Regions from separate parts of the Danio rerio genome. Here region 1 is linked to region 2. The links are chromatin contacts, called in public Micro-C maps. All regions are on one chromosome and are shown on one strand. The core of a region is the stretch at or near the end of the contact, and the rest is flanking DNA. Distances in the headings are between cores, read along the strand shown.

Evidence for each region. Hi-C and Micro-C count contacts between places; a contact is called where the count stands out from the background.
Region 1: a Micro-C map of caudal fin shows a contact between it and region 2, with 5 times the contacts expected there. The contact joins the enhancer-like site here to the promoter of trip6 in region 2. A contact is called at or near these places in 3 of 18 Hi-C or Micro-C datasets (caudal fin, embryo and hematopoietic stem cells) and 1 of 4 datasets of contacts at active chromatin or transcription factors (caudal fin).

What each region holds. Positions count from the first base shown.
Region 1 is chr7:20,111,449-20,117,350 of GRCz12tu, forward strand. The region is part of intron 7 of agfg2 (ArfGAP with FG repeats 2); the gene reads left to right. It also overlaps a transcript of acap1 not described here. Among named protein-coding and RNA genes, the nearest start is that of si:ch73-335l21.1, 13 kb to the right of the region's middle. Within about 2 kb of position 1,708, at least 7 of the 62 cell types and tissues checked have an H3K27ac peak or open chromatin away from gene starts, as enhancers often do. A contact at or near this core is called in caudal fin, where this site is marked.
Region 2 is chr7:20,034,687-20,040,220 of GRCz12tu, forward strand. trip6 (thyroid hormone receptor interactor 6) reads right to left here and starts at 1,414. Exons shown (of 15, transcript XM_073908313.1): 1 at 1,356-1,414. acap1 (ArfGAP with coiled-coil, ankyrin repeat and PH domains 1) reads right to left here. Exons shown (of 24, transcript NM_001080579.1): 24 at 2,082-2,799. The coding sequence ends at 2,705.

The DNA.
Region 1 (5,902 bases), core at 458-2,957, 77 kb after region 2:
TGCAGAGGCCCCTTAGGGGAAATGGGGATGGGATAAAGTGAGATTGGAGGAAATATGAAATTGGAGGTCTCAGAAAACTTTTGCACTCTCAGAAACTTTGCATTTGTACCCAAAGTATTTCTTTTTCTTCATAAAAGTCATGTTTTCCTTCACAAAATCAGTGGGTTCTCTTGTAAAAGAAGGTTTGCATATTCTTGCTAGAATACTGTTTCTCTCAGGAAAGACCTTACAACAGTTTGGCACTATGCCAAGAAAGTTTGTTTTCTAGCAAAAGTATTCCACTTCCCCCGGACCAAGAATGTTAGTGTCTTGGTATTACTTTTCCCTGAGAAAGTTTGCATTCCCTCACAAATTATTGCATTTTATTAAGAAAGTTTTGTTTTCTCTGAAAGTATTAGTTTGACCAAAAATGTTTAGTAAAAATGTTGTTTTCCCCCTGAGAAAGTTTGTGTTGTGTTGTGTTGTGTTGTAAAAATGCCGTGTTCTACTGCCTCTCCATCCCAAGAAAGTTTTGTTTCTCCAGTGAAGTTTGAAATCTCTTGTAAAAACATTTTCACCAGAGAAAGTGTTCGTTTTCTTGTACAAATGTTATATTTTCTCTTGAGAAAGTTTGGGTTCCCTCACAAATGTAATGCATCACTCAAAAAACAACCACATTCCCCAGAGGAACTGTGGACTCAATAATTTTTCTCTCTCTTTTCAAAGTATTTTGCTCACAAACAAAGTTTTGTTACGTTTCTCAGAGGAATGTAAAAGTTTTGTTAACGACACTTGCAAATATCCACGTAACACAACGGAAATGTTTCAAGGGGACTCAAAACCATGACTGACCCTGCTGAGATATGAATGTGTTATTACGTGCAACACTTGTGCTGTCAAATTGATGAAGATTGTTTCTTTATTTCCTAGTGTTTTTTGTAATTGCATGTGCTTTCTTAAATTAGATTGTGTTAAGCTCTCTCGGCCACCGTAGAAACTACTCCCTCTATCACTCACCTTTCTTTGGCTTATTCCCTGCTTTATCAAGGACCACCACGGCAGAATGAACAGCTTATCAGAAAGAGAATCTATTGAAATACGATGTTTGCTACCAACTTATAATTTCAGCTTGACCCTTTAAAAGATTAATAAATATAATAAAGACTTTGTTTTAGTTGAACCAGTAAGCAGCTACTTAGCAACCAACAAGAATACCCTTGTAACCACTAAACAAGAGTTTTTTAGGAACTGCATGAAGCATGAAGCAATCACTCTAGCATTGCCTCAGCAAGTTCTAACAGATGCTGCATATTTCACAAATATAATGAGCAACAACACAAACGCATTTAAAGAGAGCTTTTCTTTTCTGGTTTAGGTCGCACTCTTTCAACTGGGGGTGGGGCTCCATTCAGAGCCTTCCCTAAATCGATGAGTTTGGATTTCGGGGGGTTAAGCCACGCCCACAATGCTCTCAGTTCTGCTGCTCCGCCCCCTGCCTCTCAGGACAAGTATGCAGCCTTATCACACCTTGATAAAGTGTTCTCGGAGAGCACACCTGTCACAGGTAGGGATATATGAATGGTTGTGCCTATTATTATAAAATTATAGGTCATAAAATTCATAACAAACGAAATATCAAGCAATATAAATCTGTTCATAGCATTTGGTTTAACTGAGGACCTCAGTACAGCGTTAACAAGCCCTTCTATCACTCTGTAGCCATTACAACAGCTCCCTCTGATGGACCTCCTCAGTACAGCACCCTCTTTGGTAACCGACTATCATCCAGTTCCACCCCTGCAAGGTAAAACTTTAAACATCATCACATGAGTCTAAATAAATTCGTAGAAAGATATCCTCCAACCACACTACTGTTAAGATGTTTGCTAAGGGTTTATAGATTCATTTTTTAATTCTCATTGTTCTTCATACAGTCAGTTACAGTATTTTCTGTTGTTTTCAGCTCCCCAGGGGTTCCAGAGGCCACATCTGGATCTCAGACATTTACAAGTGAGCAACTGCAAGCATTATTTTGTAGTTTAAGGGATCACATGTTAAAAAAAGGTAACAGAAAGTCAATCTTTATACGTCATCATTCTACTTCAAACTGATAGGTTGTCAGCAAAACATTTTTAATTAGTTAAAATAACAAATCTGTAACCATTGACTTCAATAGTATTTGTTTTTCCTACTATGAAAGTCAATGGTTACAGGTTTTCTGCTTTCTTCAAGATATCTTTTTTAGTGTTCAGCAGAAAAGTCTGAAATATGTAAAGGGTGAGTAAATGATGACAGGATTTTCATTTTTGGGTGAACTATCCCTTTTAGTACAAATCTGAAGTATGCTTAAATTTTCACATAAGCATATATTTTACACTGAATGACAATGGAAAATTCATTCATTGTCCTTTGGCTTAAGGCTGATTTATACTTCTGCGTCAAGCACACGCGTATGCTCCGGGGCAGCCCTCGACTGAGAGTTGCGCAAACCCTTTGGACCGATAGTTTACAAGTGTCGAGTCTTGTGAAGGATCTCAAGGTGGAAACTGTTGTTTTGTGTTTACCTTATAATTAAAGTTGTTTCACGTCCACTGGTTCCCAGCTCAAAGTGAGCGAGTTTAAGCTACTTCTACATTAAGGTAGCGTTCAGAAAAAACAAAACACCAGCGAAGAAACTCAACACAGAGGAACATTAACACCTCACTGCCAGTTAGCATTTCAGAAGTGTTATTGCAGAGCAACACAAACTGCGCGCAAAACTTTCCAGCTGGACCTCCTTCACGGGACTTGACACTTCTAAACACTCACTTCATCGGGCTTGCACGGCTCTGGGTCCCACCCACACTCATCAGTGATACCAAGCTGACCAATCACAGTGCTTGCACTCTGCGTTGTTGCGACATGTAGTTACACCAGTTAAACCAGGCTTTGGTTCTTGATTGTCAGGGGTCATCACAGTGGAATAAACCGGCAACTATTTTGGCTTATGTTTTATGCAGCAGATGCCATTCCAGCCACAGCCCAGTACTGGGAAACACACATACACACTCAATCTCACACACTCATACACTGCGGCCAATTTAGTTCAACCATTTGTTCTACTTATACTGCATGTCTTTGGACTGTGGGGGAAACCGGAGCACCCAGAGGAAACCCACATGCAAACTCCACACAGGAGTACATGCAAACTCCACACAAAAATGCCAACTGACCTGGCCAGAACTTGAACCAGCTACTTTTTTGCTGTGAGGCGACAGTGCTAACCACTGAGCCACTGTGCCGCTACAAGGGAAAATTATTTCACTCAATGTTTTGAGATTTTAGACAGTTTATTTGGATTTTATATACTTTCTATATTTATCAAATGGCTTTGGTTCATTTAATTTGATGTGAACCCCAAAATGTGATGTTTCGTCTTTGACCCATAGTTATTGTTTTTGATGTAAACTGGCCTTCTTTTGTGTGTGAACAAGTAATAATAGATGTAAAACCCCATATTCAAACTGATCCACTTTCCCAGTGTTTTTAAACAGAACTTAAGCTGTTTTTATAGTTTGGGTGTGACACACAACATCTGGACGATCTTACAGCGTGACCTCAGGAAATCCCTGAGATGCAAACATGTGTAAAATCACAATAATTAAGTCAAAACAGGGAATGGATCCAAAGAACAATTTGTGCTAATGAGAGACCTTCTGCAGTGTGCGACACATAACACTTTTTCTTCTCTCTCTGATTCAGATTTCCCAAACCCGTTCAACTCCACAGCCAGTTGTGCTCAGCCTGTTCTTTCTCCTAGTAACCCCTTCAAAAGCACAACCTCAGGTACAAGTTTTTTTATTTGTAAAAAAAGAATAACTGCCGTACAGATTAATGCTAGTCTTTGGAAAGTGATGTTTTCTAAACGAAAAATGTTTTGGGATCTGTTTTAATATTATATACGTTTTTTCATCAATAGACTGAAGTCTCTTAACTGTGTACTGCATGATGTATGTGTGATTTCTTTATCTCAGATTTAGTAAGTTTTATATTTACTATTGATATGCATGGATATTTCCCTCTGAAATTCCGTGCAGCAAGGGTCAGACTCAGCATTTATCTGACTGCTGGACACAAGCGCATATTTGTGTATTGTGAAGGATACATTTTTTACAATGCTATAAATCTGACAGAGCGTGCTAGGCTTAAAAGGAACTTAATCCATAAAGCAATGAATCTGATAATTGGATATGCTGGTGTTCCCGTGCGGAACTATTGCAAGGCCTTATGCTTAATAAATCACACAGAAATGCTTACTCCCATAAATGCTGTAAGCCTAGTGGTAGATCTCAAAGCCAACGCAAGCAGTGATGTCATTCTGGTAAAACTCCAACGCAAAGAGAGTGGTTTGTTGAATTTATTGTTGGCTGAAGACCAGTTGTCAGAGGAAATAATACTTTGTCTAGCACATTGACCATGATGTCTAGAACACAGAGTTCAATGCTCATGTCGAATATACAATCTGTCCTTTATGTCCAATGCAAAACTAAAAATCTGTCACATAACACCTGTTTGTGTGTATATAAAGATTTCATAGAAATAGACAGAAGAATGGACAGACAGATGGACAAATAGATAGATGTGGCTGGAAGGAAGGATGGATCAATAGATGGATGGATGGATGGATGGATAGATGGATGAGTAGATATATAGTTAGATTGATAGATGGATGGACACATGGATAGATAGATCGATGGATGGATGGATGGATGGGTGGGTAGGTAGATGGATGGATATGTGGGTGGGTGGGTAGGTAGATGGATGGATATGTGGGTGGGTAGGTGTGTAGATGGATGGATATGTGGGTGGGTGGGTAGATGGATGGATTTGGGTAGATGGGTAGATGGATAGATCGGTGAGTGGGTGGGTAGACGGATGGATGGATGGGTGGGTGGGTCGGATGGATGGATGGATTGATGGGTGGGTGGGTAGATAAATGGATGGATGGATGGGTAGATGGATGGATGGATAGGTGGGTGGGTAGATGGATGGATGGACGGGTGGGTGGATGGATGGGTGGATGGATGGATGGGTGGGTGGGTGGGGGGTGGATGGATGGATGGGTGGGTGGGTTGGTGGGTAGACGGATGGATGGATGGGTGGGTGGGTGGGTTTGTGGGTGGGTGGGTGGGATGGATGGATGGGTGGGTGGGTGGGAGGGTGGGTGGGTAGATGGATGGATGGATGGATGGATGGATGGGTGGGTGGGTGGGTAGATGGATGGATGGGTGTGTGGGTGGGTAGATGGATGGATGGATGGGTGGGTGGGTGGGTAGATGGATGGATGGATGGATGGATGGATGGATGGATGGATGGGTGGGTGGGTGGGTGGGTTTGTAAATGGATGGATAGATGGGTGGGTGGGTGGGTCGGTGGGTTAGATGGATGGATGGGTGGATGGATGGGTGGGTGGGTAGATGGATGGATGGATGGGTGGGTGGGTAGGTAGATGGATGGTTAGATGGATGGGTGGGTGGGTGGATGGATGGATGGATGGGTGGGTTGGTAGATGGATGAATGGATGGATGGATGGGTGGGTAGATTGATAGATAGATAGATACATGTATGGATAGACTGAGTGGATAGATTGATCAGTAGACAAACAGATAGATGGACAGATGAGTAGGTAGGTGAATAGAGGTATGGATGGATGGAAGAATGAATAAATCAATAGAAAAAAAGATGGATGGATGGATGGATGATGGATGGATGGATGGATGGATGGATGGATGAGTGGATGGATCAATGAACAAATGGATAGATGGATACAGACGGATGTATCAATAGGCAGACAGATGAATGGACAGATGAGTAGAAAGATTGGTGGATAAACGTATGGATGGATGGATCAATAGATATGGATGGATGGATGGATGGATCAATA
Region 2 (5,534 bases), core at 164-2,663:
TATCACACTAGACCATGTCATTCACCAATTAGAAAACTCTATGGAGACTAGCTCTTTATTAAGCATAGTTATTGACAGTCCTCAAGAATCAAAATCAAACTTCACCTCAGCAAGGCTAGTTAGGTGGAAGAGCACTATTTACTTGTTTTGTTATTAGACTACATAAAAATTAGATCAGATAAAAGGAGTGCTAAAAACAGAAACACTTCCATGCATATAAACTCATTCATAAACAACAACACAGTCTACAAACTGTGACATATAGACAGTCTACATAAGTTTTGCGTGGCTAAAATAGTTTTAAAACATACTCGTCTTAAAGAAATACATCCGTGGTGTCACCCTTCAGATCATTGTTTTGAACTGCATAACGTCATTTCCCTCCAGCGTACAAAAGTAATTCCGATATTAATTCAGGGTTTAGAAAAGTTTTGATTCTGCATTTTTGGCAGAAGCCCTTTCAGAAACATTCTTTCTTTTCATTCATACAAGGCCACGTTGGTCTTTCAGAAAGAAGTTCAGGTTGATGCAGAGTTTGCCAGATGACGTCTCTCTGTTAGCTGTAGATTCTACACGTGTACGAGCGAGTGACATACGTCTGCTTAAAGAGGCTGCGCTAAAATTACAATTTGTTGACAGTTTGAGATACCTGTCTTAATTGAGATATTTGTCAGGCCGACATTTTGTATGTTGTGGCTGGAAGGGCATCCGCTGCGTAAAAACGTGCTGGATAAGTTGGTGGTTCATTCCACTGTGGCGACCCCAGATTAATAAAGGGACTAAGCCAACAAAAAAATGAATGAATGAATGAATACTGCATGGGTTTAAAAAGCTAAATTGTTTTCTGATATCTACATAGTAGGTTAAAGGCTTCGGTAAGCTCAAAAAATATACAGAAGCGGTTTAATAAGCTAATTAATTACTCAAAAAATGTCCAGAGAATCAGAAGGCCCATGATTGACCATATATGGCTCGTGTCGTGAATATTATTGAGCTCAGCTCTGACTTAGCAAACGCTCAGCAGGATGTACGCTGAACACGGACCGTTATAAACCCAATCAGAGTAAAGTTAACCTGTTTTGCTCTGGATAAAAGCTAACTAATAATAAAACTTGCTAACAGAGAGTGATAGAGATGTATCTTGTTGTATTTTTAAGCTATATTCAAAGAAAACACAGCCGAAACAGATGACAGTTGAGCTGAGTGATTTGACACGATTCACCAGTCTACAGTGTCTGTTGAAACAAACGCATTAAATTTCACAATAATCATGATAAATTACCAAAAGATGTAACAAAACATACCATATGGCTCTTTGGAGTGGAAATGAAAAATGTATAATCTGTAAATCTTGCCTTTTGCGTCCCTGAGGCCAGTTTTTAACGTGCCTCGTGCTGTTGTTGCCCAGTAACGCACAGTAAATAAACTGCCGCATGTTTTTAAAATAAAAGTCCCAGAAACGTAGTAGGTGAAAAGCACGCTTACAAATAACTAAGGGACGAAAATTTTCATTATTGTCTCACTAGAAACACAGATTTTCATAATAGGCCACCTTTAAAACAAACATGGGTTCTTGAAAGGACTTCAATTTAAAGTTTATGGTGTTAATTCAACAAATGTACTGTGCTGCTGTCAAAAACTGAACAAAAAAAATAGAATTTTTTTATTTAAAAACATTACATTTAAGTCTTGTAAAAAAAAAACAATGAAATAAAGCTCTTTTTATCAATATTTCAGAAACCCATTTAAATATTACTAGTATTGCATTCAACAAATTTCAATAAATTCCTTTGAACATGATTGTTTAAAATGGTCAACATTTTTAAGTGACATTCAAAACATCATTAATATGACATTTTTTTAATGTAAATAAGTACATGAATGAGTTTTATGGTGGTGCACATGCTAGTTGTGTGAATTACAGGATCTTGATCTAAAAATTGAATCTGATGTTCATGAATGTGTGGGAACCCTGACTACACTAAACATTTGAATGGTTTAGCATTCATATAAGTCATTGCAAAATCCTTGTTGTCCTAGTTGACCAGTGGCATAGCTTAAAAATACAAGTGAGTCATTTATTATATGAATCATTTATTTAGTTACATATTATACCATTTCATGGTATTTCAATTAACAATGTGGCGTACAAAATACACCAATTAACCAATTTCAAACATATTTTGGTCTTATATAAAGAAAAAAACTGAAATAAAATTATACTGGAGACCCAAGCAGACAGGGCTCTCTCACCCAAAGGAACATTTACATTCAAGTTGCAATAACACTGTGGCTCACAATATGGTGAATGAAAAGATGCGCATCAAATCATTTGAATAAGGTTAATTTCAATGCTGTTTAAATTAAAAACATACTCCACCATTTTTCTTAGCTTTGCTCCACTTGTTGCTTTCATCGCTTCTGATGTGTAAACTTACTCAAATGATGAAGGTCAAAGCGAAGTAGCCTAATAACGACTGTGCCTGAAAAAATAACTGACCTAAACTAAGCCTAAGCTGGGATAAATATGCTAAAACCCAGATATTTAGACCCACGCTCATGTAGGCCAGATAAACCAAATGAAGCAGCGTTTCATAAGAGGTGTTTACTGTGGAATGTGGGAACTTCATTGGGTCTGCTGGAGCCTACGTGTGTGTGTGTGTGTGTGTATTGATGAAACACTGACATCTGCTGCTCAGCCGCTTTATTTCATATCGGCACTACGGCGCTTCAGCTTCTCCGGGTTGTTGGAGGCCATTTGGGAGAAATCCCTGAAGATATCGTGATAGGTGTCATCACCTGCAGAACGAAATCATGGAGAAAGAGGTAAAGGGATTATTAGTTGAAGGTTGTCAAGGGAAAACCAAGCATAAGTCTGCAGACCAATCTTCCCGCCAAAACACATATGACGCATTACAATCATAGAGAGGGTAAACACAAAATGGAGAAATTTAAGAGACATGTTTGCTTTTTTTTACCTGAGCTACTTTTAATTTGAGAGCAGAGTTTTAGGACATTTTGATTAGAAATGGAAAGGATGCAAGGCAAATGTATGGAAGCCTAAAAGGGTCAGAATTCATCTGTATTGTACAACTGTTTCATACTGTAAAATCATTGTCTCTATAAAATAATATGGAAGGTAATCAGGGCAAGTCTCTTTCAAATAAAGTTGACTATCCCATGATTAGTATGACTGTCTGTGTGTCAATCACAACAGCCAATGAAATCGGTGTAATTTAGTCCATATTTGCATATGATGCACATATTTAAACATCAGACATTATATATTCCCTTCCATAAAAACTGTTGCCCCACATTGGACAGCCAAATGCTTACAAATGAAACATACTGTCACATTCCATTTTCATAATGGCATGGCAAAGTTTGTAAGGCGCTACTACAGAACTGATCAATTCGGACTCTTACAGCTTTCCATATGTTTAGTTTGCATCTTTTACAGCATCTCTTGTATGACATAATGGCTGCGCCTGAAATCACTTACATCCATGCTATATAGTACTTAAAAAATTGATAGACCTAAAGTATCCGGATGACTTTCTGTGAGATTCTGAAGTGCGTATTCAATGAACAATTTACTGTCAGGCAATGTCATGCGAGAGAATTTATCTATGTGATAATAACCAACTGACAGATACGTCTGAAATCCATTTACTATGCTCATATTCATATCAAGAACATACTTTCTTAATGGCCATGAAGTAAATTCAACAGGATTTAGGCACAGCTAGTGTTTTTTCAGCCAATGATATGCTTCCGGTGAAAGGTTTATGTGACTATTTTAAATTTCATCAGGTTCCTTTAACAGCATCGATGTTGTAATGTTATCAAAATACAACCAGTTAAACAGATTTAAGCATTCATTTAATTGTTCAAGCGTAAAACTAGATGAAAGACTGTGTAAATGTTAACGCCGTCAGTAGCTGCACGCTAGCACTAAAAACTCCTTTGAAAAATACTGGGGTAACATTAATGTTCATATTTTAAAGACATAGCGCGGAAAAGAATTTATGGAGTGCTTCTTCCGGTCTGAGACCCACTTTATATCGTATATTTCTCAGGCAGTGAAGATCACTCATTTTTAAAGAAATCGGACCTTAAATGTGTCGATATTGTAATGGAAACACAATTTTCACTGGAAGCGCTGAGGCTGACTAACTGAAAATGAAAAGTCCATGTGCATATATCCCATTAAATATGGTAGGCTACCTACTTTAGTGGTATGTGACTCTCGATGAAGCTCATGTTCTAAAACTGCTGCTCTCAAGTTAAAATTAGTTCCATAAAAACGAACACCTCAACATGAATAAACAGCATGTCTTTGCATATTAAAACTGACTGCTGTTTAATTATTGCATACTATTAAGAAATATACGTACTGAAAAGATTCATGTAAAAATAAAATTAAAACAACAACCAGTGAAAATAAAATTTCTCTCACAACAAAGACAAAGACAATGGCACCATAATCCCAAGTGGAAAGAGAGCAATTTTTGCATAAAGCGTTTCCCCATTCATCATTGGAGGTTGAATAAAGGCATGCTGAAATAAAGCCAGAATAAAAACACAACACAAATATTTCCATATTAACTGTTTTCTGCCCAGGGAAAACCTTTATAAAGACCCACCAGGCTTTAATGCATTCAAACCAATAAAACTGGTAATGCTGCCTGTTACTTTCATATTCATGATTCATCTGCTTATATATATATATATATATATATATATATATATATATATATATATATATATATATATATATATATATATATATATATATAATAAACTGAAAACTTAATGTGGCCTGTTTATCATAATTTCCCTCATCCATGATGTATTTTCTTTATAAAGGTTATTCACTACCATTCACAACAAGAACAATAACCATAAGGATGATTGGCTGCACTTTATTTTACAGTATGTGTATTTACAGTGTACTTACATACTGTTTTATATAAGATAACAACATGGGCTAAGGTTAGGTATAGGGTTATGTTAAGGGACATAATCTATATTTCACACTGTTATTGTAATGAAATTGATAAGTGCATAGTATGTACAGACATAATAGGACTGTAAAATAAAGTGCTTCCATATTATTATAACTATATTAGCATCTACACCAATCGACAACATTGTCGCCTGAATCACAGTTGCACATTTGCAATTGTACATACATGCTCAAGCTGTGGCGATCAATAGTTTGACAACTTGATTCCGCATCAATGCAGAAATTTCTCTTGAGTGGATTTTGAGTTTACTTTTACAACAGCAGATGGCACTGTAGGCTAGTTTTTAATCATACACTCAAACGCTAAAGAGAAAGAGCACTTGGACTTTCATTCAGTAAAGTCTAGATAGGATACACGGCCAGCCGGACATGTGAGTTGATAAGATATGCACGACAATGTTTAATATTTTTACAGTACTGTGACGGTTGGGTTTAGGGTTGGGGTGGGGGTAGGCATTAACAAAATACAATTTTTAGGGTAATTTAATAAATAACATAAATAATA